Linked DNA regions of Sus scrofa: regions 2, 3 and 4 are each linked to region 1. A link is a contact called in public Hi-C and targeted proximity ligation data. All regions are on one chromosome and are shown on one strand. The core of a region is the stretch at or near the end of the contact, and the rest is flanking DNA. Distances in the headings are between cores, read along the strand shown.

The links. Hi-C and Micro-C count contacts between places; a contact is called where the count stands out from the background.
Region 2: a targeted proximity ligation map of alveolar macrophages shows a contact between it and region 1. A contact is called at or near these places in 1 of 5 promoter capture datasets (liver), 6 of 47 Hi-C or Micro-C datasets (embryonic fibroblasts, liver, mesenchymal stem cells and 2 more) and 1 of 2 datasets of targeted methods (alveolar macrophages).
Region 3: a Hi-C map of heart right ventricle shows a contact between it and region 1, with 2.4 times the contacts expected there. A contact is called at or near these places in 1 of 47 Hi-C or Micro-C datasets (heart right ventricle) and 1 of 2 datasets of targeted methods (alveolar macrophages).
Region 4: a contact with region 1 is called in a targeted proximity ligation map of alveolar macrophages. A contact is called at or near these places in 2 of 2 datasets of targeted methods (alveolar macrophages and skeletal muscle).

What each region holds. Positions count from the first base shown.
Region 1 is chr4:111,290,008-111,298,005 of Sscrofa11.1, reverse strand. STXBP3 (syntaxin-binding protein 3) reads left to right here and starts at 3,939. Exons shown (of 19, transcript XM_021090106.1): 1 at 3,939-4,158. The coding sequence starts at 4,110.
Region 2 is chr4:111,494,653-111,502,650 of Sscrofa11.1, reverse strand. No RefSeq gene overlaps it. Among named protein-coding and RNA genes, the nearest start is that of FAM102B, 31 kb to the right of the region's middle.
Region 3 is chr4:111,463,897-111,471,894 of Sscrofa11.1, reverse strand. FAM102B (protein FAM102B) reads left to right here and starts at 4,665. Exons shown (of 11, transcript XM_021090109.1): 1 at 4,665-4,887. The coding sequence starts at 4,748.
Region 4 is chr4:111,163,020-111,171,017 of Sscrofa11.1, reverse strand. GPSM2 (G-protein-signaling modulator 2) reads left to right here and starts at 5,116. Exons shown (of 15, transcript XM_021090096.1): 1 at 5,116-5,404.

The sequences.
Region 1 (7,998 bases), core at 2,690-5,189:
ACGTTGGGTGGACATGAAACCAAAACATGGATGCAGCACATACTACATGTTTCAACAAACTCACTTCATTCTCATCATAACCCTGTGAACTAGATAATAATATTATTCCTTTATACAGATAAGGAAAAAGAGACCTGGAAAGGTCAAGGAACTCATCCATGTTCACACAGCTAACCAGTTGGAACACAAATTCCCAGGCAGCCAAGTAAGTATGCAGCATTCATTACACCTGCTAATCCGTGATTTTTTTTTTTTTTTTTTTTTTTTTTTTGTCTTTTCTAGGGCCGCACCCACAGCATATGGAGGTTCCCAAGCTAGGGGTCCAATTGGAGCTGTAGCTGCCGGCCTACACCAGAGCCACAGCAATGTGGGATCTGAGTCACGTCTGCGAACTACACCACAGCTCACGGCAATGCTGGATCCCTAACCCACTGAGCAAGGCCAGGGATCGAACCTGCAACCTCATGGTTCCTAGTCAGATTCATTAACCACTGCGCCATGACGGGAACTCCAATCCGTGGTATATATAGACCATATTCCTATGGGTTATCATGATCAAGTGATAAATTATTAGTGAAGTAGACTTAGGAATAGGGTGGTGAGTGAGTGATCTGTCCTAATCCAAGAACTTTTACATTCACCCCTTGGTTATTTTGGCTGTTTATCTGCTCTACAAATTAAATTTTTATCTCTGACCAGTGTTGGTGGATTTTATCTTCCATTCTGCTGTTTTCAGGGAATTCAGATTCCTTGTTCAGTTTGTTTAGCCAAACAAACTAGAGGAGACTAGAGAGACAGCTCAGGGAAGTTATGTGAAACTAGGGGAGGGAGGGCAGGCAGTGCAGTACAAAGGTAAGGGCGTGACTCAGCGGAAACAATCTGACCAGTATCACATGAGGACGCAGGTTCTTAGAGGCATCTTGAAGTCTTCCGTGATTTCACTTCTCTGAATCTCAGTTTTCACATCTGTAAAATGGCAATAAACATTATCATCTGGTTAGCTGGCTGTGAGGTTTGAGATGTTACACTCATGTTCAACACACAAATGCAATAAAACTGAAGTGTTTCAAGTCCCACTACTAAGAGAGGCAGAGGAGCAGTGGCAAAAAAAAAAAACAAACAAAAAAAAAACCAACAAACAAAAAAAAAAACCAGGCAGAATCAGAGTTTGTAGGTGTGGTAGATGTAGACCCATGTCTATGTGCTGCCAAAGCCAACACGAACTCCACTACTCCCAGGGCTACCTTGGAATCTGGCCTTCAGGGGCATGAGTTACAGCTACACCCCCTGTGACCCAAGTCAAACCTGCAACCCAGCAGGGCCTTTCTGTATCACTCCCTGGCACCTGGTTATTCTCCTCAAGGGTAAGGGATGGAGGCACTTTGACTCATCATACTCCTCCATCTCGGTTTGAGCCTCTAGAGCCAGGAGCTCCATTTCAGAAGGTCAGTCTGTACTTTTTCTTATGGCTGGGGTTTCCATTCTGCTATACTAAGCAGAAGCTGATGTAATTATTTTTTTTTTTTGCTTTTTAAGGCCACGCTTGTGGCATATGGAGGTTCCCAGGCTAGGGCTCCAATCAGAGCTACAGCTGCCAGCCTACACCAAAGCCACAGCACCGAGGGATCCAAGCCCCATCTGCAACCTACACCACAGCTCACGGCAACGCCAGATCCTTAACCCATTGAGTGAGGCCAGGGATTGAACCCGCAACTTCATGGTTCCTAGTCGGATTTATTTCCACTGCGCCATGACAGGAACTCCTGATTTAAAATTGAAAAGGAAGACGAATGTAATGTGTGTCTTTGTTTAAAATTCTAAGCAGATAAACCCATTTAAAATAAGTTTGAGAAGTTCCCATTGTGGCTCAGCAGAAATGAATCTGACTAGCATCCATAAGCACACAAGTTTGATCCCTGGCCTCAATCAGTGGGCTAAGGATCTGGCATTGCCATGAGCTGTGGTGTAGGTCATTGATGCGGCTCGGATCCCACATTGCTGTGGCTGTGGTGCAGGCCGGCAGCTATAGCTCTGGTTCAACTCCTAGCCTGGTAGCTTCCAAATGCCAAGGGTGCAGCCCAAAAAAAAAAAAAAAAAAAAAAAAAAGTTTTTAAAGAGGCCAGAGCTCCACCTTAGCCTATATAAACCTTAAGTGGAAAAGCTATTCATGCCATAGGTTTTGCTTAAAGCCATTTTGTGGCTGTTTATAATCTTTTTTTTTTTTTTGGTCATTGTTGTTTTTTTTTTTCAGGTTTTGTTTGTTTGTTTGGTTTTGGGTTTTTTTTGTGCCCCCAGACACACACACATGGCATACAGAAGTTCCCAGCCAGGTAATCGAATCTGAGCCGTAGCTGTGACCTGTGCCCCAGCATCAGGAATGCCAGATCCTTAACATGCTGCACCACAGTGGGAACTCCTATGGCTGTTTTTATTTTTCATTAGCTTTCTCTCTCCTAAAGAGCAAAAACTGAGGTTATCCCATAGTCTGCTCCCTTGCTTTCTGCGTAGCTCAAGGCTAATCCTTCTTCCCACTCCACCACTAGCTGTGCATCCTTGGCAAGCTACTTGACTTCACTAAGCCTGTTTCCTTGTCTGTAAGGGTTGCTTTGAGGATCAATGAGATAGTCCACTTAGCACGGTGCCTGCTTTAGTAAATGTTAGCTATTATAATTACTAATAGTAAGTACCATTTACACTTCTCTATGTGACCAAGTTGAATTAAGAAAATTGGGAGTTCCCATTATGGCTTAGCAGGTTAAGGACCCTACACTGTCTCTGTGAGGACACAAGTTTGATCCCTGGCCTCGCTCAGTGGGTTAAGGATCTGGTGTTGCCACAGGCTGCGATGTAGGTTGAAGATGTGGCTCAGATCTGGTGGTGTCCTGAGTGTGATGTAGGCGAGCAGCTGCTGCTCAGATTTGACCACAAGCTTGGGAACTTACAGGTGCGGCCATAAAAAGAAAAAAATAACGTAAAATTGGTTCTTTGCAAATCCCTGTGAGAAAGCATACTTTGTGTTAATGTCTATGATGGTTATGTCACAGTTTGGGGGGCTCAGCAACTAAACTCATTCAATTCATGAGTGATTAGTTTGATTGCAAGTCTCAGGAAATAGATCTCTCTACCTACACTTGCTATGTTTGAGCTTAAATTGTCTCCTTTGTTGAATCAGCAATAATTCCCTTCTTTTAAATGCTAAAGCATTGATAGCCTCTCCCACCTGAATTTGTTTGTTGAATAGATAATTATTTTATTGGTTCATACAGGTATACTATCATCACAAGGGCATTTACTTTTTAACCAACTTTTTTTTTTTTTTTTTTTTGTCTTTTTGTCTTTTTGTCTTTTTGCAGCAACGCCAGATCGGAGCCACGTCTGCAACCTACACCACAGCTCACCGCAACGCTGGATCCTAAACCCACTAAGCAAGGCCAGGGATTGAACACGCAACCTCATGGCTCCTAGTCGGATTCGTTATCCACTGTGCCACGAGGAGGAACTCCTTAACCAACTTTTGACTACCTGCAGCATATCAAGAATTGAGCTAATTAGATTTTTAATTCTTCAGAATCTGGTCTCATTTATTTGACGTTCCTGAAAGTCTTGAACAGTTCTGGGCACACTGGATGGCACCTCACATTTCTGCCCAATTATTGCCTCCTTGAACGATGAATAAACTTTTTGAAGGATAAATTTTCTATTCGGTAGGCGACTGAATGAAGTCCATTACAAATCGCTTCACAAAGTGCAGAACTCCCTCCCGTTTTCATGTACCCTACGTGTAATCCGGAATTTCTCAGATGCTGTTAGCTCCCAATCCGTTGGCACGGTTTCGTTTTCTGACGTCACAGGTCGTCGAAATTCATCTGACAGCCTCCCGCTAGGGGGCGCGCAACTGCTCAAGGAGCGTCCATCCGCACTGCGCAGCCTCAGTCTAGGGATGGGCGGGAAGCCCCTACAGAGCCCGTGACGTCACCGGAGGGCGCGGACCGTGGGCGTGGGCGGGGCCTCCCCCGCAGCTAGAGGCGGGGCCCGCCCGACCCCTTTCCCTCAGCTCAAGTAGGTTGCGAGTGGGAGGCGCCGGCGGCTGCTCCGCAGTGTTTGGAAAGATGGCGCCGCCGGTGACGGAACGGGGGCTGAAGAGCGTCGTGTGGCAGAGTGAGTGCGATGGGGCAGGGGCTGAGAGAGGGAAGGCCAAGGAGGCCGTGGCGCCCGGCCTTGCGTTCCTGCCCCAGACCAGCAGTCCCTTGGGGAGCCGCGGCGGCCACTTGTTGCTTTGGCGCCCACGTCCCTGTTAGGACTTCTTCCTGCTTTCCTTCCCAGCGCAGTTCTGGCAGGACCAGGGATGGGCGGGGTGCGGGAGGACGCGGCCCTGGCGTCTGGCACCCTCTCCGCTCGGCGGGGCCCTGGCCCCGAAGCCCCGCCCTGGGTGAGCGGCCCCCGGCCGGCCTTTTCCGCCCGGGGCCCCGGCGCCGGTCCTCCGCCGCGCCCGCGTCGAGGCCCCACCAGTCGGCGATGTCTCTCCACCGGAGACAATCTAAGCACTGTTTTTCTCTCTCGTCCCTCCCACTCTCCCCGCACTTGGGTTTCCGAAAAGTGCTTATTCTTGCTTATTGGTCTTAGTATCAGGGAGGGTTTTATAACCGTACTTTATCTGTCCTTTAAGAAGACAAAAACAAAACCTCACTGTTAAACAGACCCCTCTTCCCTTCTAGAAGAGCCCACTTTCTAAAGAGAAGGGACCGCTGGAATGATTAAATCTCGGGGCAAAGCTGTACCTTCATCCACCTTTTCCTTTCTACTCTCCGAGTCACTCCGTTTTGCTAGGACTGTACTACTTATTGGTTACTCATATTCTGCCATATCATCCACGACTTTCATAAATATCACACCAAACCTAGACCGGTCAGGTTAGAGAAGGAATAATACTGCCAAACAGGAAGAACTATCATTGTTTGGCATTGCTGCGTTCAAAGTAATTATGGTCTAGTGGTGGAAAGGGAGTAACATCCAATTAGTATTTCTGACTCCAGCTTTGAAGAAGGAACAGAAATAGCACCTGAGTTAACAAACTTCTGGGAGTTATAGAATTCCTTGTATAAAATTAAAACTCCAAATTGGTGACTGGCATAGTGATTAGCACATCAGATACTAAAAACAAGTGTATAAATAAAAGAGGGAAAAAAGTTATGAAAATATTTTTATTACTTTTTTCTTTTTACCTTTTTTTTTTTTTTTTGGTCTTTTTGTCTTTTTAGGGCCTCACCCGCAGCATATGGAGGTTCCCAGGCTAGGGGTCTAATTGGAGCTGTAGCCGCCGGCCTACACCACAGCACAGCAACTTGGGATCCGAGCCGCATCTGCGACCTACACCACAGATCAGGGCTACGCCTGATCCTTAACCCGCTGAGTGAGGCCAAGGATCGAAACCGAGTCCTTATGGATGCTAGTCGGGTTCACTAACCGCTGAGCCACGATGGCAACTCCTTGAAACTATTTCTTTTAATTGGATAATTGTAAAGTTAGAAATTTGTTTTTCAAAATTTGCATGGGTTACTTTTAAGATTTGGTAATGTTTTAAAATCACAGTGGTATTTAAATACATTTATATTGTAAATGGGAATTACATTGTAAATATATGTTGGAAATGGGTAATGAATTGTATTTTATAAGTAATTTCCAAGATGGTCCTTATGGTCAGCATTTATTAGCAAAGGAAAAAGGTTAATGGCAGTAATGTTGGTGTTGATGGCATGGAAACTAGGCAAGAGGGAGCGTTTAAAGATAACAATTTTCCGTCGTGGGCTGTGAACCTGAGGTGGCACCAGGATATCCAGATGGCGTGTAAGATAAAGAAGATGGGACACTGAATGGAAGGAAGGTGTTATGAGGATTAAAAAATTAGTTATTAGAACTTTTGTGTAAGTAGGAACATAGCCAAAAGACAGGTGATGTTCATTCCACATTTAGTAAGTAAGTGGAGAGAAAAGAGAAGTGGGGAGCCTCTCAGTTCTGTCAGCAGAAGATGACAGTCTGAAAGAAATGAAGGCATCTTCTCAGAGGTAGGAGAATCACACATTTGACTGAGAAAAGGTTCTGCTAACTATATAGGTAGTATAGTTAGGTCTGGGTAGAAAGCTAAGTAGCTTTCAGTTGTTTTTTTTTTTTTTTTTTTTTTTTTAAAAAAAAAAAAAGGACTTCCCCTTGCGGCACAGCGGAGACGAATCCAACTAGCAACCGTGAGGCAGCGGGCTCCATCCCTGGTGTTGCTGTGGCTGTGGTGTAGGCCAGCGGCTATAGCTCCGATTAGACCCCTAGCCTGGGAACCTCCGTATGCCTCGGGTGTGGCCCTGAAAAGATAAAAAAGCCCCCCCCCCAAAGCCGTTCGGTTTACCTACAAAGTAGGGAAAAGGGAACTAATGTTTCTTGAACAATTACTCTATGCCAGGCACAATTCTTTACATATATTAAAACTTGAGAATTTATTACCTCTATTTGACAGATGTTAAAACTCTTATTATTGCTGCATTCTTCTGTTTTTTTTTTTTTAAATCATTGGCTCAGCTTTAATTAGACTTTACCCTTAAGCTTTTACAAGTGGAATTAATCATAAAGCAAGGGTGTAGGGGAATAATTTTCCGCTCCTTTTCTTGTAAACTCAAATTCTTTGGAGTAAAGCAGGCTTTTACTGTTCACAAGATTATTTGTGAGCTGTAAAATAGTTTTCCCTGTATAGCTGCCTTATTCTTAACAGCCAAAAAGCCAAAACAACCCAGATGTCCATGGACTGGTGAGTGGATAAATACCATTGGTACATACAATGGAATATTACTAGGCAATAAAAAATAATGAAGTGGAGTTCCCGTCGTGGCGCAGTGGTTAACGAATCCGACTAGGAACCATGAGGTTGCGGGTTCGGTCCCTGCCCTTGCTCAGCGGGTTAAGGATCCGGTGTTGCCGTGAGCTGTGGTGTAGGTTGCAGACCTCTAGCCTGGGAACCTCCATATGCTGCGGGAGCGGCCCAAGAAATAGCAACAACAACAACAACAAAAAGACAAAAAAGACAAAAAGACAAAAAAAAAAAAAAAATGAAGTACTGATACATGCTATAGTTTTGATGATCCTTGGAAAAATTATGCCAAATGAGAAGTCAGTCATAAAGAACCATGTGTTATATGACTCCATTTATATTAAATGTCCAGAATAGGCAAATCTATAGAGATTAGTAGAAAGTAGATTAGTGGTTGCCTACATCTGCGGGGATGGAGAGATGTGGGGAATGATGGCTAAGGTTTCCTTTGAAGTAATGAAAATGTCCTAAAATTGAATATGGTGAAGAGTGCACAACTCTGAATATACTGAAAGCCATTTAATTGTACACTTTGGATGGATTATATGGTATGTAAATTATAAAGCTACTTTTAAAAACCTGATAGAGGAGTTCCCATTGTGGTTCAGTGGGTTAAGAATCCAACTAGGGGAGTTCCCATCGTGGCGCAGTGGTTAACGAATCCGACTAGGAACCATGAGGTTGCGGGTTCGATCCCTGCCCTTGCTCAGTGGGTTAAGGATCTGGCGTTGCCGTGAGCTGTGGTGTAGGTTGCAGACGTGGCTCAGATCCCATGTTGCTGCAGCTGTGGTGTAGGCCGGCAGCTACAGCTCCAATTCGACCCCTAGCCTGGGAACCTCCATATGCCGCGGGAGCAGCCCAAGAAATGGCAAAAAGACAAAAAAAAAAAAAAAAAAAAAAAAAAGAATCCAACTAGGGAGTTCCCATCGTGGTGCAGTGGAAGTGAATCCGACTAGGAACCATGAGGTTGTGGGTTTGAACTCTGGCCTCGATCAATGGGTTAAGGATCTGGTGTTGCCGTGAGCTGTGGTGTAGGCTGGCAGTTGTAGCTCCAATTAGACTCCTAGCCTGGGAACTTCCAGATGCCTCGAATGTGGCCCTAAAAAGATGAAAGAAGAAGAATCCAACTAGGATCCATGAGGATTTGA
Region 2 (7,998 bases), core at 2,926-5,425, 200 kb before region 1:
CTTGCTCAATGGGTTTAGGATCCAGCATAGCTATGAGCTGTGATATAGGTCACAGATGTGACTCAGATCTCAAGTTGCTGTGGCTTGGTGTAGGCCAGTGGCTGCAGCTCCAATCTGAGCCCTAGCTTGGGAACTTCCATATGCCCCAGGTGCAGCCCTAAATATAAAAAAAAAAAAAAAAAAAAAAAAAAATTAAATTAAATTAAATTTAAAAAACCCACAAGTTTTAGTTCCTGCTGTTGGGTAGTGGGTCAGGATTCTGACTGCAGCAGCTGTGGTCACTTGCAGAGGCACGGATTCAGTCCTGGCCAGGCACAGTAGGTTAAAGGATCCAGTGTTGCCACACCAGCAATGTAGGTCAAAGCTGTGGCTCACATCCAATCCCTCGCCTGGGAACTTGCATATGTCTCAGGTGTGGCCATTAAAACAAAATTTAAAAACACCAGTGTTAAAAATCCTAGTTGTTATCCCAAGAACAATCTCGAGCTCTATAATCAGGATAAATTAGGTTACGCTGGGATAACAAGCAACTCCAGAATCTCAGGGACCCACGGGGCAAATACATTTGTAAATAGACCTATCATAAGTCAGCTGTGGTCTCTGCTCCTGGGATGTCCCTTTCCTTACTCTGGGACCCAGGCAGCCACTATCTGGAATGTCATTGGTAGCCATGGCAAAGAAAAGAGAAAAAGGGAGAAGCCTGCTGTGGCTCTTAAGCTTCTTCTGCTCAGAGGTGACATATTCAATTTTAGTGTTCATTTCATTGGCCAAAGCAAGTGACATGCTCTCCTGGCTTTACATCCTCCTGCTGGGGAGGATGCTGAACATTAATGAACAATACTACCGTCTAACCAGAAACTATTTAAGCATCTGGAAGCAGAATAAATATGATTTAATTCACAATGTACACTATCCTTCTAGCTGCCACGTGGAGAATAAGAAAAAAGGGAAGCGTCAGCGGAGTGAGATCAGTCATGAGAGTCTTGGGGCTGTCAGCTTAAACTAGGGTGGTAACAGCGGAGGAGAGAAGCAGACAGATCATGATATATTTTAAAGCTAGAACTGCAAGAACATTGTGAATGAGCGGATGAAGGAGAGAATGATCCTGCTATAGACTGAATGTTTGTGTGCCCCCACATTTGGTATGTTAAAATTCTAACCCCCAAAGTAATGGTGTTAGGACGGGGGTTTTTAGGGGATGAGGTCATGAAGAGGATCCGTGTCCTTGTAAAAAAGATTCCAAAGAGCATCTTCAGTCCTTCCTCCTTGTGAAGACACAGCAAGAAGATAGCATCTATGACCCAGAAAGTGGGCCCTCACCAGACACGGAATCTACCAGGGCCTTGATCTTGAACTTCCCAGCCTCCAGACTGTGAGAAATAAATTGCTATGGTTTATAAGACACTATTATTATGGTATTGTTATAGCAGCGCTCCTGGCCTGAGATGGTATCAAAAATCACTTTTAGGTTTCCGGCATGAAACACCATGTCAGTGGAACTGCTAGTCCCAGAAGTGGAGGAGACTGACTGCGGATAAGATGACTGGGAGTCAAGCAAGTGGCAAAACTGCATGCCCAGTTCAGAAAAGAGGTCCAGGCTAGAACTATAAGTTTGCTAGTCATTGGCATACAGATAGATTTTAAAGCTATAGGAGAGAGGTCCATCACTTAGAAAGCGTGGAGTACGGAGTTCCCGTTGTGGCTCAGTGGTTAACGAATCCGATTAGGAACCATGAAGTTTCGGGTTCAACCTCTGGCCTCGCTCAGAGGGATAAGGATCCAGTGTTGTGTGAGCTGAGGTGTAGGTTGCAGATGCAGCTCTGATCCTGTGTTGCTGTGGCTGTGGCGTAGGCCGGTGGCTACAGCTCAGATTAGACCCTAGCCACGGAAAAGACGAAAGACAAAAAAGAAAAAACGAAAGCATGAAGTAAGAAGTCCCTAGGCCAAGCTCTGGAAAACTCTAAAATGTAGGTGTCAGGGGTAGGCAACAGAGCTAGCCTGGCATAGTGGTAAAGAGTCAGGCTCAGATTCGAGCTGCCTGCATTTGAATCTTCTGGAGCAAATTACATCATTTCTCTGAGCCTCCGTTTCCTCATCAGTACCAGTTCTGTCTCAACAGTCTAATGTAGAGATTAAGGAGTTCCCATTGTGGCTCAGCAGGTTAAGGACCTGACTAGTTGCTGTGAGAGTGCCGGTTCGATCCCTGGCCTCACTCAGGGTTAAGGATCCAGCCTTATCACAAGCTGTGGCGTAGGTCCCATTCCGAAGGAGGTTGTCTTTTCATTGTTGGTTTTGTTTTTTTGTTTGTTTGTTTGTTTGTTTGTTTGTTTTATGGTTTCCTTTGCTGTGCAAAGGCTTGTTAGTTTGATTAGGTCCCATTGGTTTATTTTTGCTTTTATTTCTATTGCCTTAGGAGACTGACCTAAGAAAACATTTCTCAGAGAATATTTTGCCTATGTTCTCTCCCAGGAGTTTGAGGGTGTCTTGTCTTAGACTTAAGTCTTTAAGCCATTTTGAGTTTATTTTTGTGCATAGTGTGAGGCTGTATTCTAGTTTCATTGATTTGTACACAGCTGTCCAGTTTTCCCGGCACCACTTGCTGAAGAGACTGACTTTTTCCCATTTTATATTCTTGCCTTTGTTGGTCAAAGATTAATTGACCATAGGTGTCTGGGGAATTATAGTCATTATTTCTCTGAGGGAGACTGAACAAGAGCCTTCAGAAAAGTAGGAGAAAACAGGAAAGTTTTAAACCATAAGAAGAGGCTGTTTTTAGAAAAAGAGAGCTGCCAAAAGTGTCAAATGCTACTGAAAAATTGAGTAAAATTAAAAGCTAGAACTGAAAAGTGTCTTTTGGATTTGGCAAGAAAGGCATCAGCATTTTTAGTGAATTGGTGGAGCAGAAACCAAATTAGGGAGAGTTAAAGACGAAATGCATCCCTACGTCATACTGTGCACAGAAATAAATTCCCACTGAAGTAGATATAAAAGTAAAATGTGAAACCTTAAAATGTTATGAAGAAAATTTGGAAGAATATCTTTGCGATCTCAGTGTAGAAAAGGAGTTCCAAAACAAGACAGAAAAAGCATAAACCAGAACTTACAAAACAGAAACAGACTTAAAGATTTCAAAACCAAACTTATGTTAACCAAAGGGGAAACGTGGGGTAGGGGAGAAATTAGGGGGTTGGGGTTGATATATACACACCATTATCATACTATATATGCAATAGATGGGTAACAGGGACCTACTGTCTAGCGCTGGGAAATTTACTCAGTAGTGTATAATGAGCTGTATGGGAAAAGTTTCGGGCTCTTCGCCTGAAATTAACCCAACTTTGTAAGTCAACAATTTGCCAATAAAATTTTAAAGATGAAAAAAGAAAAAAAGAAAATCACAAACCTTAAAGCACAATTTTGGTAAAACTGAAAACATCTGTGCACCAAAATACATCATTTAAAAGGTGAAAAAGATGAGTCACAGAAAGAAAATACAAGCTTACGAATAACAAAAAGTAGTATTCAGAATATGTAAGGAATCCTGTAAATCAATAAGAAAAAGAGAAAAACCTAATAAGTGGGCAAATACTATGAACAGGGATGTTATGGGGACCTACAACCTATTAATGTTTTCACCCTAACAGTGCCCTCATCTCCTTATGTCATTTCTCTTTTTACTTCCACTTAGATTCCATAATACATCATCCTAATCAATACCTTTCATATCCCTTTACATTTTGGTCCCGCTTTCTTTTCCTTATTCATTTGGCAAAACCATAACCTTAGGTAAATTCAAATCTCCTTGTTCTTTGCAGCTTCAGCCCTTGTCTATGGCTGCCTACAGCTGTGGATGCCCTTCCTTCAGTGCAGCCAAAAAACAGGTGCAAGTCCTAATGATAGTTTGTAGTGGTGGGAAGATGAAGGGGGCCCAGGCCTTTGGAATAATGGCTTCTATTTCTTCAATAAATGAATGAAGAAATGGTGAAAGTGAGGATGCAAAGGAGAGAGCATCAGAAAAAGAGGATGTGAGAGCTGGAAATTTGAAGAGATGCAAGAAGGGATAGCATAATTATTGTAGAGAGTGGGAAGGCTATGTCACAAGAGAAACTGGGTAAGATTTGGGGGAACTTTGAGTTGCAATCTGTGGTCATGAATGTATGGAATATCCTTTGTGAAACGTACTGTGCCTATCATGTAAGCCAGAACTGGGCACACTCATCTCATGACAGTTGTAGGGGACTCAGTCCATTACATCACAGCACTTTTGGTCAAAACTACTAACATGCCAACCTCTATTCCTCCACATGGCGTGGAGTTTATTCTAGTCCACTCGCCCAAAGGCTCTGCACCTATTTATTCCACTCAGCCTACACAGCTTATGCATGCTTACACATGGTGGAGCAGTGAGACAGAAGGAGCCAGGATCTTGGGGCCTTTATGTCAGCCCTAGACTGTCTATATTTCTGTGAAACAGAAATAAACTCGGGCCTTTAGCCGCCATCATTTCAGGCCTTCTACCACCACAGCTGATCTTAAATCGAACCAATAAAAATCCTCCATTAAAAACACACGGCTAATCAAAATAACAGTTAACCAGAAAAATGCCCAGGTTAAATCACAGTCGAAATGACAGTGAATATAGTTTTAAAACTGTTAAAATATATTGAAGTGAAAATAACTTTAGCATTTTAAATGAAATCAATGTATTGGGAAAAAGTTTTACTAATTTTATGTAAATCCATGTATAATGATATTTATGAAACAACTTGATAAAATAATGATAAATGAAGATTTCTACAGCTGCGCACATTGCTTCAACTTATCATTTATCTAACATTTACGGAGTGCACATACCCTGTTAAGCAGTATGCTAGCCACCAGGAATATGAAGATAAATGAAAGAATCTTTGACTTCCCTTGAGGAGCTCACAGACCGATGATAGACATAAACAGATGTGGTACTTGATATACTTATTTTTTATTTGTGGGCTTTTTTAAATTCATGAACGTATTTTGTAAACTCAGCAATAAAATTTTTTTTGTCTTTAAAGAAGAGATCCCCTTTGTCGGGGGAAAAGGCTAAATGTAATTTGGCTCACTGATCAGTAGAGGGCGACAGAACATCAGACGGACCGCTTAACAATGCCTTCGTGGACCATGTTGTAGACAGATTTCCACATTTTATTCAATTAATTCGTTACCCCAGACTCACTAACAGCTTAGCAATGAACATACAAAGCATTTAAATTCATTCTGAATAAAACGCATTTATTATTTGGAAAAAACACAGTGAAATAAATAATTTTCACTCATTCATGTTTTATTTATCTTTCTTTTCCACAGTTTATTCTTCTATGTCCTACAATATCGTGAAAGATTCTCACCTGAAGAAATGCACTGCATCAGCTTTTTTTTCTCATAAGTGTTGCAAATACAGTTTATCTGTCTTAGTATCTTTCCAAGAATGGTCAAGTGAATGAAACCCGATGTAATGCAATGGGGGCACTGAGCCAGCGGTGGCTGCTGACACCAGGTAAGTGATAAAATCTTTATATGACCTGTGAGAAGTATAATTTTAAAGTATGAAATTTGATTCTCCTCATTCAAGTCAGTTTCCTTAGCTATAATTCATATATATAATATTAATGAGGTCAAAAATTTTCAAAACACAACTATAGTAATGCATATATTAAACCCATGCATTTTCTACCAAAGCAAAAAAAAAAAAAAATAGCTTTTCTTCATCAGAATGTGTTTTGTTTAAAATTATTGTGAAAGTACCTCTCTTGTTTAGCTTATTATAGAATTTTTTTCTCCCTTTTGAAGGAGATCAGTTGGCATTTATGGAGCATCCATTAGCTGCTCAATTTATGTGCTGTAATAAATTAACAAACTACTGCAAACTGGGTGTCTCACTGCCTCACAATTCAGGAGGCCAGAAGTCTGAATCGAAGTGTAAACAAGTTTGGTTTCTTCCGGAGGCTCTGAAGGAATCGCTTTTCCTGGCCTTTCTCCTAGTTTCTGGAGGTCACCAGCCATCCTTGGCTTGTTGCTCCAATGTCCGCCTCCATCTTCAGCTGACCTTCTCCATGTGTCTCTCTGTATCTTCACACAGCCTTCTTATAATGATGCCAGTCATTGGATTTAGGGCCCACCCTAATCAAAGATGACCTCATCTTAAATAATTCCATTTGCAAAGACCCTGCTTCCAATAAGATCACATTCCGAGGTTTTGAGCACACATAAATTGAGGAGGAGACACTATTCAACCTAATACAAATAATAAAGCTATTTTGTATGTCTTCAAATTTTAAAAGAGAAAAAAAATCTGGCTTTCTTTTTTGGAAATAATATGAAAACTGTATATATTGTATTCAAAATAGACATATCCGGGTATTCCCCTCTTGGTGCAGTGGAAACGAATCTGACTAGGAACCATGAGGTGGCAGGTTTGATCCCTGGCCTCGCTCAGTGGGTTAAGGATCCGGCGTTGCCATGAGCTGTGGTGTAGGTTGCAGACGGGGCTCGGATCCCGCGTTGCTGTGACTCTGGCGTGGGCCGATGGCTACAGCTCCGATTAGACCCCTAGCCTGGGAACCTCCATATGTGGCGGGTGCAGCCCTGGGAAACGCAAAAAGACAAAACAAAAAAACAAAAAAAAAACCATTCAGATGGTGATGTGCACAACATAGAAGATGTAGCGCTCCATTAATAATGATTAATAAATAATAATTAATAAACAGTGTACATTTTTTACTGAGACCCAGTAGAATTAGAGATTTAGTAATAAAGAAAGATCTAGAGAAAACTTCTCTATAAGTAGAATCCAAAAAGTTTCATCATATATGAAATTAATGGTCACATTATTGCAGTGTTAAAGAAAATATGCTTTTTCAATTTGTTTTCCAGTTACCGTGTGTTTTAATTTATTTATTTTCATTTATGGGATATGTAAGAAATAAACCAATTATCAGAAAATGTGCACCATGCACTGAAACTGAGTAAGCCCCATATAACCACAAAGGGGTCGTTTTTTGGATCCATTGTCCTGCTGAAGATACTGCTTTTACCTGATCCCTGGTTGAAGTTGCAGCCAAGCGGACAATGGGAACCAATTGCCAACTGCGTTCCCTCTGAAGCCACGTGATCTCGGAGACATGATCACATTTTTAAGATAGAAAAGTCAAGATCAAATAATGCTAAAACACATCATAAAGGAAAACATGGTCCCTCACACCATTCTCATTATCAGAAAGGAGAAAACACATCAGCTTCTCTGAAGAACCCAAGTTTTTTGTCGCAATGAGTTCTTTTTTAAAATGTTTCGCTGAGTAAATGAGGAGAGAAGATAATGTCCTTCAAAAATTCCTAAAGTAACTGCAGTAACAGGAAAGTCTACTTCTTGTCCATCGTTTTTTGTTATTAAAGTGGAGGTTAAAACACTACAACACCCCTCAGCGGAGGCAGTTGTGGAAAGGCTAAGATAACCGCAGTGGATGGTTGTTCCAGATTATTCCAGAAAGAGATGTTAAAGTGACTGGAAGAAAAACGGAAACAAGTATCCTTCAAACACGCCTCCCCAAATATCACCCTCCCATGGCCCTTAGGTAGGTACGAGATGGCAGACTCTCCAGCTTCTGCTCACTGATGAGACTCGGGAAAGCTAATATTCCGAGCAACTAGATCTATACGCATTTTTAAAACAAGTGAGCAGATAGTAAAGTTACACTTTTTTAAGAAAATTAAAAACTCTAAATAGAAAATAGAACAAATACTCCAGTGGTTCCTGCCAGGAAAACTCAGAATTTTCCTGAAGAAACAGTTCTGGGGGCTTCAAGTTCAGTACAGTAAAGCTAACAAAAACCTGTCTTTTCCCCACCTCCCTAACATCTGAGACCTCAGGATAACACAGGAACAAACCCAGAAAGATAAGGGGAACAGGAAAAGTTGCCGGCGGTTGAGGAATTAAATACGTGGAAGACAGAAAAAAGACTAGAA
Region 3 (7,998 bases), core at 3,416-5,915, 170 kb before region 1:
TGCCTCAATCTTGTGGCTACTACAACTTAAGACGAGGTGCCCTCCACGACGCTTGCAGCAGGGAAGAGAAAGTCTAGAGAACTCCTCGAGGGCTTGTCAGTGTCTTATCCTGGAAATGATATATTACCTCTTCTCACATTTTATTGGCTAGAGCTAGTCACATGGCCCTGTTGAACTGCAAGGGGATCAGTAATGCAAACTCCCATATGCCAGAGAAGTAAAGAAGGACCAGATAAGGACCAGATATTACCAGCATCTGGTCATGTTTATCACAGATGATGTCTTGAATTCAACAGTCTGTTGACTTCTGCTCTACCAGCTCTTCCCAGGATTTCAGTAGCACTGGATGTCCTGACTGATAACCCTTTGCCTCAGGTTCCTACAGTGAATCTTGCCTGAACCAGGGGTGTGCTGGTAGCTTCCTGCCTCCTAAGCTCCATCTGCTCTCTACCCTTCTGTGCCTTACTCTGTGCCCCAAGAGTCCATCCTCTATGACCTGCATCTTCCAGGTACCTTTGCCCTCTGACTTCCTCTGGTACTGGGATCATGGGAGGTACCAACAGGAGATCAAAAAGCAGGAGGTGAGAGAGGTCAGGATATTTGTTCCACCTCCTTTCAACTCCCCACCAGACTGTGGGTTCCTTCCTTTGCCCTCAGTTCTGTCAAGAGTCCTTTCATTAAAATTTCCTCATTTAAACACTTTGAGTATGACATCTGTTTCTTGCCTGGACTTTGATTCATACATGGTGTTTAATAATCAAACAAAAGTCTAAAAAGGAATACTAGACTCTCTCCCTTCCTTTGGTTTTACTGAAGCTGGAAGCCTTTATGCACTTCAAATCTGAGTATATCATGCCTCTGTTTTAGAACTTCAGTGGCTCCCTATTACATCTCTGTCACCACCCCCACTCTAAGCTGCAGCCAGACTGAACCACTTTCAGTTCCTCCCACGACGTGGTCACTCTTCCTCTGAGCCTTTGCAGATGCAGAACCTTCTTCCTGGAAACTGCTGCCCACCCCCACACTCACCATTCAAACACAGCTCAAATGTCACTTACCCCAGAAAGTCTTCCACAGCCCTACTTATGCTAGTTGGATGTACTGTATTCGCACAGCAGCCTCTATTCACCCACCATCATATATAGATAGACTTCAGTGTTACATTGTACCAGGACTTCCTGCTTACTTATTGTGTCCTCCAACAGATCATAAGATACAGAAGAGAGATTGCATCTCAGATCTCTAGGGCCTGGGATGGCCCGTGGCACATTCTAGGCTCTGGATAAATCTCAGATAGTTCCTGAGTGTCACTGGAAAAAGCTTGAACCCGCCTCCTTTAGCAACTGTCCTCTCTCTTCATTTACTGACAATAATCTGAAAAAATTATTTTTAGTCACCCATTCCTCGTTACTAACTTCCATTCACTTCTCAGACTGTGACCTGAAAACGGAGTCCCCTCTGGTTAGGCGCTGAGCCAAAAGACACAAACAAGCCAAAGAGCGGGAGAAGGAAGGATGTGTTACTTGCAGCAAGTAAGAACACCAGGGATCTCTCCCAAAGCAAAGTCTCCCTGAACAGCAAAGTTGGGGAAGTTTTAAGCTAAGGGTATATGCATATTCGCGAAGGGTTTTGAACAAGGTAGAATTCAGCATAGAATGGGGGCAGAGGTGGACAGAGTCCAGGCTTTAGTTGAAGTCAGCAGGGTCAACTCATCATTCCATCCTCCGCCTGGGGGTGGGGTGCCTTAATTCCTGCAGAAATCAAAGACGTGCAACAGATTGCACTATGTATTCCTTGAGGAGGAACTAAGACTCTGCTTTATTGCTGAACTATTGTTTCCTGCCTGCATTTTCTCTGTTCTACATCCCTCACTTCCCTTAAGATCATTCATTACTGAGACCTATTCAAAGGCAAGCACTGTAGCCAACATTTAGATCCCAAAATTGCTTAGGCCAAAAATGGCTTCTCTTATGTCAGAAAAAAAACATGCCTGGCTCTCTTTCTCCAGGGACACCCCCTACACACACTCCCTATTTGCTTACATAAGCATTTTAATCTTACTTTGCCACCATCTTTTGTGGAGGCTTCTCTTGCCAAAACCACCGATAACCTTCTAGAACGTCAATTTAAGAGCTTCTTTTCAGTCCAAATCCTCCAGGATTTCTCTGCAACAATGCAGACTCCCCTCCTCCAGTCTCCTCCCCACTCCCTCTTTCTCTCTAATTGATCTGTCTGCAGATATATTATAAGCCCCTGTATGTCTTGCTCATTAGTATCTCTGGTCCCCAGTGCAGTGCTTGGCACACAGTAGGTCTTAAGTATGAATGTTAAATGATAAAAACTCTTTTTTGGAATTCTCTTGTGGTGCAGCAGGTGGAGGATTTGGCATTCTCGCTGCAGGGGATTGCTGCTGTGGCAAGGGTTCCATTCCTGGCCCAGGAACTTCCATATGCTGCAGGTGCAGTGCAGTAAATACATACATACATACAAACAAAAAACAAAACCCTCTTTCTTGACTTCCAGAGCATTTATCTTCCTTGATCTCTTCTCTCTGTTTGTTCTAAAGTGCCTTCACAAGCTTCTCTTCCTCATCTACTCATTAGATATTCTTCAGAGTAATTCATTTTTATCCACTCCTGGGGCTTTAGCCATCAGGGAATACTCTAATTCCCAAAGGCAAGTTTTTGGTCCTTACTCTTTGCCCTGATTCTCCTTATTCTCCTGGATGTCTCAGAGTTCAAATAAAGTCTCATTATCTCCTCCGTTCCCAACCTACCCTCCTCCTGCTTCCAAGGCAGTCAACAGAATTAACATCCATCTTGCTGTCCAAGTAACAAACCCCAGAGTCCCCTGTAACCCTGTCCACTGCCTTATCCCCTTGTCCTGAGGGCGAACCAGTTTTCTCCACTACCAAACCCGAGAACCCTAAACTCCTAAACTCTGCCCCTGGGTCTTTCCCTTCATTTCTCCCACCTGGAGCACCTTCCCTCCACCAACCCCTGACTCTGTTCCAAATCCCATTCATTCTTTGAAATTCAGAACACTGATTAACTTCAATTAATTCCTTCCTCTTCTGAGTTCCAGACAACTTGCTTCTTCATTCTAAGGAAACACACATGCTAGGTTTTGTTTTTTGGTGGGTTTTTTTGTGGGGCTTTTTTTGTTTTGTTTTGGTCTTTTTAGGGCTGCTTCCATGCTAGGGGTGGACTAGGCTCTGTAGCTGCTGGCCTATGCCACAGACACAGCAACACCAGATCCCAGCCGCATCTGCGACCTCCACCACGGCTTACAGCAACGCAGGATCCTTAACCCACTGAGGAAGGCCAGGGATCAAACCTGTGTCCTCATTGATACTAGTCAGATTTGTTTCTGCTGAGTCACCCACCACAGGAACGCCTAGGTTTTGTTTTTTGATGACTGATTTAGGTATATTTTTCTCACTAGATCGTAAAATTATTGAGGTCAGACTTTTTGTGGTTTGTGTGTGTGTGTGTGTTTTAAATCAATCACCGGGTCTGGACAATAACTGACATTTTCGGTGATTAAACATATTTTTGTACGGATGAATGCATCCATCAATGAGTGAACTGGGAACGAGAATCTCTTCAGTTGCAGCCTTTCAAAGATTACTGCGAGGGAATCTTTCGGGTTATAACTCAGGCTGAAAATATGAATATTACGTAACCAAGTAGTAACATAACGTATAATGTAACAATGTGTAACGTACACATTCTTAAACATGCATCTAAGGAGACTTCTTATTTTTTTGGCTTTTCAGTTTTCCGTATGGACGGCCACATTTTAGAAGGGAAAGTATTATTTGAATGCCTTCTGTACTCTTTTATCCTGGCTGACAGGAATTAAAGTATAAACCGGAGAAAACGCCTGTAGCAGTACAGTGCCTGGGTTCTGCACACGTTCTAATCCCTTCCTCTTCCCTGCCTCCTCCTTGCTTTATATTAGAAGGCTCGTGAATTCAGAGTACCTAAAAGAAATCTGTGTTTTCGGATTTCGATCTGATGAAAACGACGTCGTGGAGATTCTGATTAACCCTATTAACCCGTGACTCTCAAACCCAAGAGGGAAAAAAAATATATCTCTGGAGGGGGAGGGGGAGAAGGGGGGAGAGGGAGAAAGGAGGCGGGGCAAAAACTGAAAGAAAGGCCGAGAGGAAGCTGTAGAAGGAAGTTCCTTTTCGGTCGGATTTGTCTTTTTTTAACCCCAGCGAGGCGTGACGCCCCAACTGCCGTCGCGGGTCCGTTTCCCGGCGAAGCGCCCGCCCGCCGCGAATTTCCTCGCCCGCCCTCCCGCTTCCGCCCGGCGGTGCACTGCTCGTCGCCGCCGCTAGGGGCGCCGCGGGCCCCGTAGCGCCAAGGCAGCGGCGGCGGCGGTTCTCCCAGCTTCACGTCTCCTCCTCCCAGACGGGCGGCGGCGGCGGCGAGTTGCACACCGAGAGGGCGCCCACCGCTCAGGCGAGCTGCAGCACGACCGCTCCCCGCGGGCGGGCGGGGTCCGCGCCGCGGCCGCCGCCGCCGCCGCCGCGCTCCGGCCCCGGCTGCCGCGAGAGGAGGCGGCGGCCCCGGCCCCGGCCGGCCCGCGGCGCCCCCCAGCCGCGCCCCCGCGCGCAGCTCGCGGCCCCGGCCATGGGGCTGGGCGGGCCCGGGGCTCGGCCGAGTTGAAGCGGCGGCGCCGGCCCGCGCGCCCCTTGGGGCCACCCCCGCACCCCGCTCGCCGGCGTCTGGCTCTCATGATGATGAAGAAGAAGAAGTTTAAGTTTAAGGTGGACTTCGGGCTCGAGGAGCTCTCCTCGGTGCCCTTCGTCAACGGGGTCCTCTTCTGCAAGATGCGGCTGCTGGACGGCGGCAGCTTCACCGCCGAGTCCCCCAGGTAACACGCCCGCCCGCCGCCCGCGATCCCCGTTCAGCTGCGCCCTCGCCTGCCCAGCAGGGGCTTGTAGGCTGGGCAGCATCTCTTTCCGTGGCTCCTAAGCTCCAGGAGGGCGGCCAGCCTCGTGAGCTCTTCTTTCTCTAGGGATCAGTCTGAGATCGGTCGGCAGTCTATCGATCTGCTAAAGTGCTTCGCAAGTGGGTTCTTCTCGGCTGGAGTTGCCACCTGCGCTCCTGATTCCAGATGGTTCCTGGTATTTGCACTTCCCTCCTAAATTCTCTAGGAATGGGAACGATGGTCAGAAGGGCGAGGATGCTTGTGGTTTCTCTTCAGACCTTTCTATATTTGTGAGATGCAGAGTGGAACTTGAGCTGCTGTTAAAACAAAAATAACCCAAACAGCTCGAGTTCCAGGAGCGCCCGCTCTCAACAGAAGCCGGTGCCTCAGCCTTTCCCCTTCTCCTTGTTGGTTACTGGAGGGCTCGGGAGCCCAGGATGCGACTAGGGTAGGCCTGATCAGGCTTGACTTGAGTCAAGTGTTCCCTGGCAGACAGCAGTCTGTGCCTCATCTCAGAGCTGCGTGTCCAGTTACGCCCTAACACTCTCTGAATAACCCTTCTCGCAGTGGCCGCCAGTGGCTCTCAGCGTGGAGGACTTAGAACCAGAAGAACCCAAGCCCGCCCCTCTTTTTGAAGTGAGCCCCTAGGCGCTCACAGGGAGGGTCGTTGGTAGGTTATAGAGTGAAGTCAGGAGGGGTGGCATTCCTTGAGTCTTTTTAGGGCCATTTGTAGGTTGACAGATCTACCCGAGGGTAAGTGTTCCTTAAGAAAAGAGTGAATTTGTAGAATTTTTTAAAATGAACTTTTAAATTCTTGCGATCAAGGAATAAGACTCAGAGCTAATGTTTATTTTGCCTCCATATTCTGCTCACGGGCTTTATTTTTACCCTAATAAGTATTCTGCTTTCCTTTTACCTGTCATTCCCTATTAATAATGTAAAGGAAGAATAATGTCCGTGGGTTGTGGAATTGGGACCAGAAAATTGTCTATGGTGGCAATATTGAAGCCTATGGAAGCCAGAGAATGTTAATATCTAGTTGGCCAAAGCAAAGGAGAGAGGAGGCAGTATTGATTCTCAGACTTAAATAACGGTCAGCTGAGCATAGTTTTTAAAATTAAAGTATGATGACAAATCTGTGGCTGTTCAGCTAATTAATTACACCAGAGTCATTTTTAACACACTGGGAAGAAAGCGGTGTTACTCAGAATGGTGCAACAAATACTTCGCTAGCTCTTAAGGTGTAGAAAGCCTAAGGCAATTCTTGAATGTTCTGTAGGTGCAAATGACAGTCTTACCCTGCAATGCCGCAGGGTTCCCACCCCCTACTTCTGGCAGTTAGACCAACTCTTCTGGGTCAGTGGTGACACCTGGTGGTCAGGGTACTTCCCTACTGCCTCCTTTCTCCCTCAGATTATTGGTCTGGCTTCTTAAAAGTCAGGTATTCTGGTGCTGCAGGCAGTGTTTTATTCAGCAAATATGTATAGGCTAAACCCTTTAAATAGATCAACCTATTTCATTCTCACAGCAAGCCTGTAAGGTAGGGATCCCCATTTTGTAGATGAATAAACTGAGATTCAGCCTAACTCACTTTCCAAGGTCCCCACGTCTGATACGTGAAATGCCAAAATTCAAAAAACAGGTCTATCGAACTTCAAGCAGACTGCTGTCAGATAAAAGCAGACTGCTGTGTTTGAATAGGGGACTTCCTAATGGTTTTACCAAGCGAGGGGCGTAACTGGATTTGGAATGTACAAGACTGGAAAGGAAAAAGCAGAGTATTCTGTATTAAACGTATCCCGTTCTCTGCCAAATAAATGTGACTTTAATCAAAGTCACGTAGGTTAAAGAGTTGTGCTCTGTGTGACCAACCAAACAACATCCCTATGGTTTGGAGGGAAGTGATTCATTATAAGGAGCCTGTGCCTTGTTAGGGAGAGTCGTTGGTATCAAGTTAAGAGGAGGAGTTTGAAATGAGGCGGATCTGAACCTAAATCTTCCCTCCACGCTGGAAAACCTGGGTGGGTTACTTAGCCTCTCAAGTCTTCCATATGTAAAACAGAAACCATCGCTGGCTTATGGGGGTGTTGTGGAGATTTAGTAGAATGATGTCTCTAAAAACAGCTACCACAGTGCTCTGGCACCTAGCTGACATTTAAAGAGGAGACAGGGAGTTCATCTGAGAGTTAGTTTACTTTACATGTTATACTTAATTCTTTTCTCCTGAAAACTATGGAAATATTGATTTGAAAAATCTATTTTAGAAGGAAAAAAAATCCCTAAAGGATGTGAATGATTTAAAAATTGCATAGTGTTTCATTCTTGGGTGCCAGTCTAGGCAGTGCATCTCTAAATAAATGCTGGATTTTCATTTTTTAAAAAAGTTACCTTCTGCTTCTCCTAAACCAAATACAGTTAACACTTACTACTTCTCCCTTAAACATATGAAATGCACTACATAGTAAGGGGTGAACTCAGCAGGCCCAAGACTGCTTTCCTTAGATAGGCCTGCTTTACAGTGTTTTTGCTGGCATCTGGGAATTGAACGTTCAACAGTCGACTTCACTGACGTAAAACTTTCTAGTGGCTCATCGTGCCTCAATCCAAACAGTGTGATTGGTGCTGTGTACTTTCTAGGAGTCTGGAATTTTGGCTTGTGCTAGGCAGAGGGTGCCTACATCATCAGCCCTTTAGAAAAAAAAAAAAAAAAAGCCTTAGGTTCTGCATGAGCTTCCTTGGTAAAGGACACATGTTGTCACAGTTTGATGCTGGAGAAACTGCATTCGGGTGACTCCCCTGGGAGAGGGCTCTGGAAAGCTTGCACTTTGTTTCTTCAGACTTTGTTCTGTGCTCCTTTCTCCTTTGCTAATTCTGCTTTATCTCTTTTCCCTGTTCTACATCTTTATTTTTTATTTATTTATTTATTTTTTGTCTTTTTGCTATTTCTTGGGCCGCTCCCGCGGCATATGGAGGTTCCCAGGCTAGGGGTCGAATCGGAGCTGCAGCCACTGGCCTACGCCAGAGCCACAGCAACGCAGGATCTGAGCCGCGTCT
Region 4 (7,998 bases), core at 3,867-6,366, 130 kb after region 1:
TCCCACTCCCTCCTCCTCCCTCTTGGCAACCTGTTCTCCATGTCCATGATTTTCTTTTCTGTGGAAAGGTTCATTTGTGCATTATATTAGATTCCAGATATAAGTGATATCATATGGTATGTGTCTTTCTCTTTCTGACTTACCTCACTTAGTATGAGAATCTCTAGTTCCATCCATGTTGCTGCAAATGGCATTATTTTGTTCTTTTTTATGGCTAAGTAGTATTCCATTGTGTATGTGTACACCACATCTTCTTAATCCAATCATATGTCAATAGACATTTAGGTTGTTTCCATGTCTTGACTATTGTGAATAGTGCTGCAATGAACATGTGGATGCATGTGACTTTTTCAAGGAAAGTTTTGTCCAGATACATGCCCAAGAGTGGGATTGCTGGGTCATATGGTAGTTCTTTTATACAGTTTTCTGAGTTACCTCCATACTGTTTTCCATGGTGGTTGTACCAATTTACATTCCCACAAACAGTGCAAGAGGGTTCCCTTTTCTCTACACCCTCTGCAGCATTTATTTGTGGATTTTTTAATGATGGCCATTCTGACTGGTGTGAGATGGTACCTTGTAGTAGTTTTGATTTGCATTTCTCTAATAATTAGTGATGTTGAGCATGTTTTCATGTGTCTGTTGGCCATCTTTATATCTTCTTTGGAGAAATGTCTATTCAGGTCTTCTGCCCATTTTTTCCATTGGGTTGTTGGCTTTTTTGCTGTTGAATTGTATAAGTTGTTCGTATATTTTAGAGATTAAGCCCTTGTCAGTTGCATCATTTGAAACTATTTTATCCCATTCTGTAAGTTGTCTTTTTGGGTTTTTTATGGTTTCCTTTGCTGTGCAAAAGCTTGTCAGTTTCATTAGGTCCCATTGGTTTATTTTTGCTTTTATTTCTGTTGTTTTGGGAGACTGAACTGCAAAAACATTTGTAAGGTTGATATCAGAGAATGTTTTGCCTATGTTCTCTTCTAGGAGTTTGATGGTGCCTTGTCTTACATTTGCGTCCATAAGCCATTTTGAGTTTATTTTTGTGCATGGTGTGACAGTGTGTTCCAGTTTCATTGACTTACATGTGGCTGTCCAGTTTTCCCAGCACCACTTGCTGAAACCACTTAGTAAATTTTCTGTTTGTTTTCTGGACAACGCAAGTAGAATAGATTATTGACTTTGGTTAAAAAAAAAAAAAATCAGAGAGGACGTATTTCCCCCTCCATCCTTTGTTAAAGCTGATTATAGGCAATGTTCTTTTGTAGTCTTCTAGAAAGAGGCTGAAGAGCCCTCAAGGGGGAAATCCTGATTTTATGTGTGGAGTCTTATGAGAGTCGTCATCTTGACAGGAATCTGACCTTTGTCTTTTCTTACCAGGCCTCATGAGACCATGACAACCAAAATTCAAGTTCACCTGGTTTGGCAAAGACAAACTTGACTTCGGTGTTCTCCTTACCTCTTTTACTAGTTCTTAGCTTCTGAGTGATCCTTACTTTCATGCTGGGTCATTGATAAAGTTTCTGTTGTTTTAATATTCGGAAGCATTTTCAGTTATTCTCCGTGTAAGAGTTGGACAAAGTATCTATTTCATTACTGTCAGAAGTGGAACTCTACAGAGTGATTTTATCCTCTACTTTTTAATCTGAAAAATTCCAGATTTCCAGAAAAGGTAAAATAATAGCACATGAACAGTGCAGTATAAGAATATATGTCTCCCCATATATCCTCACCTAGATCTATTTGTTAATCTTTTTTGTATTTCTCTCTTTTTCTGCATTTTGCTGAGCCACTTGAATATAAGTTTCAGAACTCATGGCTCTTTACGCTTAGATATTTCAGCTTGCATCTTCTAAAAATAAAAGAAAATCTATATGAAGATAACTCCATGGCATACCTAATAAAATGAACAGTAATTCCTTAATATCATCTAATATGCAGTCTATATTCAAATTTCCCCAACTGTTTCTTTCTTTTTCGGCTGCACCCAAGGCATATGGAAGTTCCCAGGCCTGGGATAAATTTGAGCTGCAGCTTCGACCTACGCCACAGCAGTGGCCATGCTGGAGCCTTAATCCACTGCACCATAGCAGGACTTCCCCAATTGTTTCTTTCTTTCTTTCTTTTTTTTTTTTCTTTTTGCCTTTTCTAGAGCCACTCCTGCAGCATATGGAGGTTCCCAGGCTGGGGGTCTAATCGGAGCTCTAGCCTCCGGCCTACACCAGAGCCACAGCAATGCCAGATCTGAGCCGTGTCTGTGACCTACACCACAGCTCACAGCAACACTGGATCCTTAACCCACTGAGCAAGGCCAGGGATCAAACCAACCACCTCATGGTTCCTAGTCGGATTCATGAACCACTGCACCATGACGGTTGTTTCTTAAATGTCATTTATAGTCTCCTTCTCCCCTTCATCCTCTTCCTCCCCCCCTCCCCTCCCCCCTCCTCCCCCTCCCCTTCCCTTCCCCTTCTTCCCTTCTTCTTCCCCTTCTTCTCTCCTCCTTCTTCTTCCTCCTCTTCTTCTTTTCTCCTCTCTCTCTGATTTAGAAGTTCATTAAGATTCTGTACATTTTTGGATGTTTTTCATGACAATGATGTCTCTGAAGAGTCCAGACTAGCCGTCTTGTAGAATGTCTCAAATTCTGGCTTTGTTTCGTCGTGTTCTTTTAAAAATATAAACAGATGAAATTATTCCCATGTTCAAAATCTCCCACTGGCTTCCATAACATTTGGACCATAAAGTCCAAACACATTACCCTGTTTACAAAGACCCACACGAACCGTGTGCTCCTCTCTCCTTCAGTGCACTTAAGCTGTAGTGGCCTCTTTCCGGGTTCTCAAACCCACGAAGCTTGTCCCACAGGCTTTAGCTTTAGTCCTTGCACTCACTATTCCCTTTGCCAAATGCGTTCCTCCCTGAGCTTTTGCTGGAAAGTTGGCTCCTTCTGGAAATTAAAAATCTCAGTTTGAATACCATCCTTTCAGGCTGGCCTCTCTTACACTGACCCTCAGTGTAAAGCAGTCCTTCGGTCACTTCCTCTCACATCATCCTACGCTGAATTCTCTGCCCGGTACCCATCACAGCTTGGCATATTTCTTGTTATTTATTTTAATTGAATTCCAGGCGGGTGGGCTGTGTTCTGTCTTGTTCATTACTACATTCCCAGCACCTAGAACAGTTCCTGACAGAGCTAAAACTGAAGAAATTCTTGCTGAATACTGTGATGAATAAGCTGAAAGGTGAAAAGAAGCCAGCCATCTAAAGAGCCTGGGGGGAAAATCTTGCAGAAGGAACAGCCAGGGAGAAGGCCCTGAGAGAACCCTGAGGCTTAGTTCTAAGGTCTGCAGAATGTCAGTGTATTTGGAGGGAAAAATACAGGAAGGGCAAGGTGGTTTAGGGCTTAGTGGGCCACAGTAGGGGGAATTTAGATTTTACTTTAAATCAAATGAGAAGTCAATAAGGTTTTCAAGTAGGAGAATGACATATTCTGATTTATACCTTTTAAAAGATAATTTAAAAGCTAATTCATGAGCTCCTGCTGTGGTGCAGCAGGATTGGCAGTATCTTGGGAGCGCTGGGACACGGTTTCGATCCCTGGCCCAACACAGTGGGTTAAGGATCTGCCATTGCCACAGCTGTGGCTTAGATCGCAGCTGCGGCTCGGATCTGATCCTTGGCTTGGGGAGCTCCATATGCCATGGGGCAGCCAAAAATATATATATAAATAAAAGATAATTCAATTTGAGCAAGATGAAGATAACTAATATGAGTGATAGAAAGTCACATGTGTAAGTGAAGATTTGTAAAGGGGAAATAATTATTCATTCAGAGAGGATGAATTTGATATATTGTACTCTCTTTGTGGCTTTTCTATCAACACCCAAAAAAGAATTTATGACTAAGTAGGGATTATAATACCTACCTCTGAAATAATACAGTGAGCTAATTCAGCTGTTGTTTACAAGCACCTGATAGTAAAGGTAGTTGTTGATAATAATGATAATAAGAAACATTTACTAAGCAGTTGAGCACGATGTTAACTACTTAACAAAACTTGCCTCACTGAAGCATCACAACCACCATCTTATTAAAAGATTTACAGTTGTGTTTTATAGTTGAGGAAACTAGGGCTAAAAAAAAATAAGTAACTTGTTCAAGGTCAATCGGCCAGTAAGTGGCAGAGGTGGAACTCAAACCTAGGTCTAGTCTGATGCCAAAGCTCTTATTTTAACCAGTTTGCCAAACATAACGCTTTCCCAGTAAGAGAAATGCTACTTGGATCACTGGTTTCAGTATCACTCAGAGAGATACTGAAACTGGGGTTTTCTTTAACATATCCTTCAACCTGTAGAAACATTTCATTTCAGTGGAGAAATATCTATTTGAGAAATAATCTGATAAAATTCGTCAGGTTATTTAGTGGAGAAAGACTGCAGCCTTAATATTTTTGTGAAGAACAAACAGACCTGTTTTTCGGGGGAGGGGGGACTTGATATAGAGAGGAAGTGAATGGAAATAAAAATTATTCGTCCCAGTGTATTTGGAACACAGCTGCTTGAAAGTAAGCAAAGCTACCACCCAATTTTCCTGGGAATCAGTGATTCCGCAGTCAACACAAGTTTGCTTTTTTAACAGCTGGGGACGCCAGAATTGTGACCTAACCTCAAGAACTGAGGCTGCCTTGTTCAGACTTTCACACGGGTCCCTCTGTTCCTTTCACAGAGCCCTCTTTTTCTTAAACATCCCCGCAAGTGCCCTTGGGAGACTCATTCTCCTGGCAGGGACCAAGCCGTCAGGGCAAGAGGCACTTGTTTGGGATTCCCACCTTTTAAAAGGGTCTGGGACAGTCCGACGGACTTTTTCTGGACGATATTTATTGCCCCACCCTCAGTGTCTGGAAAAGAAACAGGAGGGAAAGAAAGCGACTTTAGTTCGGTGGTTGAGGACAGAGCCCGGGGGCAGTGGAGGACCAGGCGCCCCGAGGTTCGCTTAATCCCACTCGCGTCCCCCGCCCGCCTGGACCCGGGAGGCGGTGCGCAGATGGCCCCGCCCCCGCCCCGCCTCCCGCTCCGGCCATTGGTGGGTCCGAAAGACGCGGGGCGTTGTCTGTTTGAATGGGAGCGCCTGGGAGCTGGGGCGCAAGCGCAGAGGAGGGCAGGGGGAGCGGGCTGGCGGCGCTGCGGGACCCCTGCGTGGCGGCTGACTAGGAGAGGAGAGCCCCGGAGTTCTGGCCCACGTGACCTGCGGCGGTGGGGGCGCTGGCCTGCGGGGCCTCTGCCTGAGGACTCGCCGAGGGGAGGGAACTCGCCGTGGGGAGGGGCCTCGGCCACCCGCCCGTCGCCGAGGCGGCCGCTGCTGCAGCTTCGCCCTGTCGGCGGTGCTCCGCAGGCTCTCCCGCCCCAGGGAGGTGAGTTCGGAGGGGTGTTTGTGGGCTCCCGGCGGAGGAGGAGACAAGCAGGGGCGTGTGTGTGTGTGTGTGTGTGTGAGAGTGAGTGTGAGTGTGAGAGAGAGAGTGTGAGGGGCGACCTCCTTTGTTCGAGGTTGGGGAGTGGGCCGGGGTGGTCTCGGGGACCGGCGTCGAGAAACTAGAAACTCGGGTCAGGAGCACCCCGCTGCCCTTCGAGCCTCAGTTGCTTTCAGGTTGGGGAATTAACAATGGGAGAATTCTTAAGAGCTTCGTTCTCCAGTTTTTTGTTTTTTAAGTAAAAGTGTAATAGGTTACAACAACTTCTCACATGTCCTGCGTGTAAATAACAACCAGATTAAAAATCTGAAACCCTGTGGAATTAAATCCGAGGCAGATCGCGTTCGCTTGTAGTCGTGAGTTTGCCGTCTAAGGAGGACAGTCTTTGTCAGACACCTGCGTTTACCATATTGAAATTCGTGAATTTGGGGGCACCAACCTGTTGATTTACCAGAGAAATTCGTGGTTGCTGCAAAAAGTTTTAGTAAGGGTAGAATATTAAGAAAACCCTTTCCTAAAAATCTGTGGAATATCTTCGAGTAGTGGAAAGTGGAAAAGCTATAATTTCGTTGTATTTATATGGTAACCAGTTGGCTTATTTTAACTGGTGTTATTTGAACTCTTAAAACGAGTAGAGATGGAAATTTTGCCTTAATGCATAATTTAACCCTCCCGTGGAATTAAACGGAGTGGATTCTTGGCTTTCAGTCGGCTAGTATTGGTGTCTCGGGTGGCGTGTGTGGGAGACGCTGAATTTTCAAGCTGCCACTTTAGAAGGGTGCGCGGAAGATTTCCGGCCTGATAACCACCAATGTGATTACCTCTGATAAATATCGCTTTTGCTTGGCTTGTCATTATTCAAGAAGCAGCTTTGGTTGATTGTTTGAAAGTCAGTGAGCAACGTTAAAAAAGCGAAGATTGCTGTGGGTTGGCGTGTGTGTGTGTGCGCGCGCCCGCGCGGAGAGTGGGTGCTTTGGAGAGGAAGGGACGGTCTCATACCTACCTTCCTCCTGGCAAGCTCTTTTTCAGGCCATTATTTATAATATAGGGAGTTGAGCAGATACAAAGTAAAAAGTTGGGTGTTACTGTTGTAGAGGCATTCCTTTCAGATCCTCTTTGGCTAGATAAGTAGTTTAGTTATATTGATTTTCATGAAATCAGGCATGCAGTGTTAAAAATATTATATTTTGATAGAAATCTTAAACTTGCTACTAGACTAATTAAAACAAAGATAGGGTATTGTAGTTGTTAAAATGGCCTTGTTCTTAGATTTACCTAAAAGACAGAGATTTTGTAACTAGTTCTGTGGAATTTTAAAACTGAACACCTGACATAGAGACTAGTATTCTAAATCTATTCTAAGAGACATGTTACTTTTTCTAATAACAATGGCAATGATTATTATTACTACTACATTGAATACTTTTGTTAAGTACCAGAGCCAGGCGTTGAGGTGCTTTTTATAAATCAGATCTCTAATCATCATGACAGATGTTGAATAAGTATCATTATGCCCAAATCAACACTGAGAGTTTAAATAGCTCAAGATCGTATAACTAATAAGTCATTGTGCTGAGATTCAGACCACCTCCTGGTCCTAAAGCACATGCTTTGTTGCTTCTGTGTTTGCTTAAATCTCCTCCAGGTCTCTGGATTCCATTTGTAGAGACATAATCCTACCCCCCCCCCCCCCCGCCCCTGCACCTGTGGCACATGAAAGTTCTGGGGCCTGAGATCGAATTCGAGCCACAGCTTCGACCTAAACCATAGCTGCAGCAATGCTAGATCCTGAACCCACTGTGCCACAGCAAGAACTCCATAATTCTACTTTTAAGATGCCTATTGTGCTATGCTTTGCTGTAAACTATGGAGAAACAGTTTAGCTCTTCTTTTAGCCTAGCTAACTTCCTTTCAGTATCTTATAAATCATGTAACATTATAATATCCTTTAATCATCAAAAACAGTACAAAATTAAGAGTAAGACTTGGCTGAGTTATTTGTGTGAATATGAATACACTGTTTACCGCGGAACAGAAATTATGAAAAGTCTGGTTTTCTGGCTATCATAGGATTCTTTGCTGCTTCATAGTTCTTCCTAGGCAAGAAATCAAAATAGTTTGTTGGATGTCGATTATGTGCAAAGCAATTTGCTTGGTGTTATGGGATGAGGAGAGAAGAGCTCCTTTTCCAAAGTGGTTTCTGGGGTTTTTGCAGTAACTTTTTTCTGCCCTGCTCTATATGTTGCTGTCAGTTTATCTTCCTAACACAGATCCAACTTTTCTATTTCTCTGTTGAAAAAATTACAAGGTTCCTTATCGTGTAAAGTGAAGGCCAAGTATTCCTCAGCCACATACATATTCAGAGTCCCTCACAATTTAGTACCTTCTTTGACTTCTCTTTGGCTTCTCCTAACCCAGTGCTCATTCTCTGCATTCTCACCTCCTTGTTTGTGCTTGAGCCATTTCCCACGGCTGGAATGCCTTTTCTCAATTTGCCTAATAAGGTTTACCCATTCTTCGAGATGCTCTACAGATTT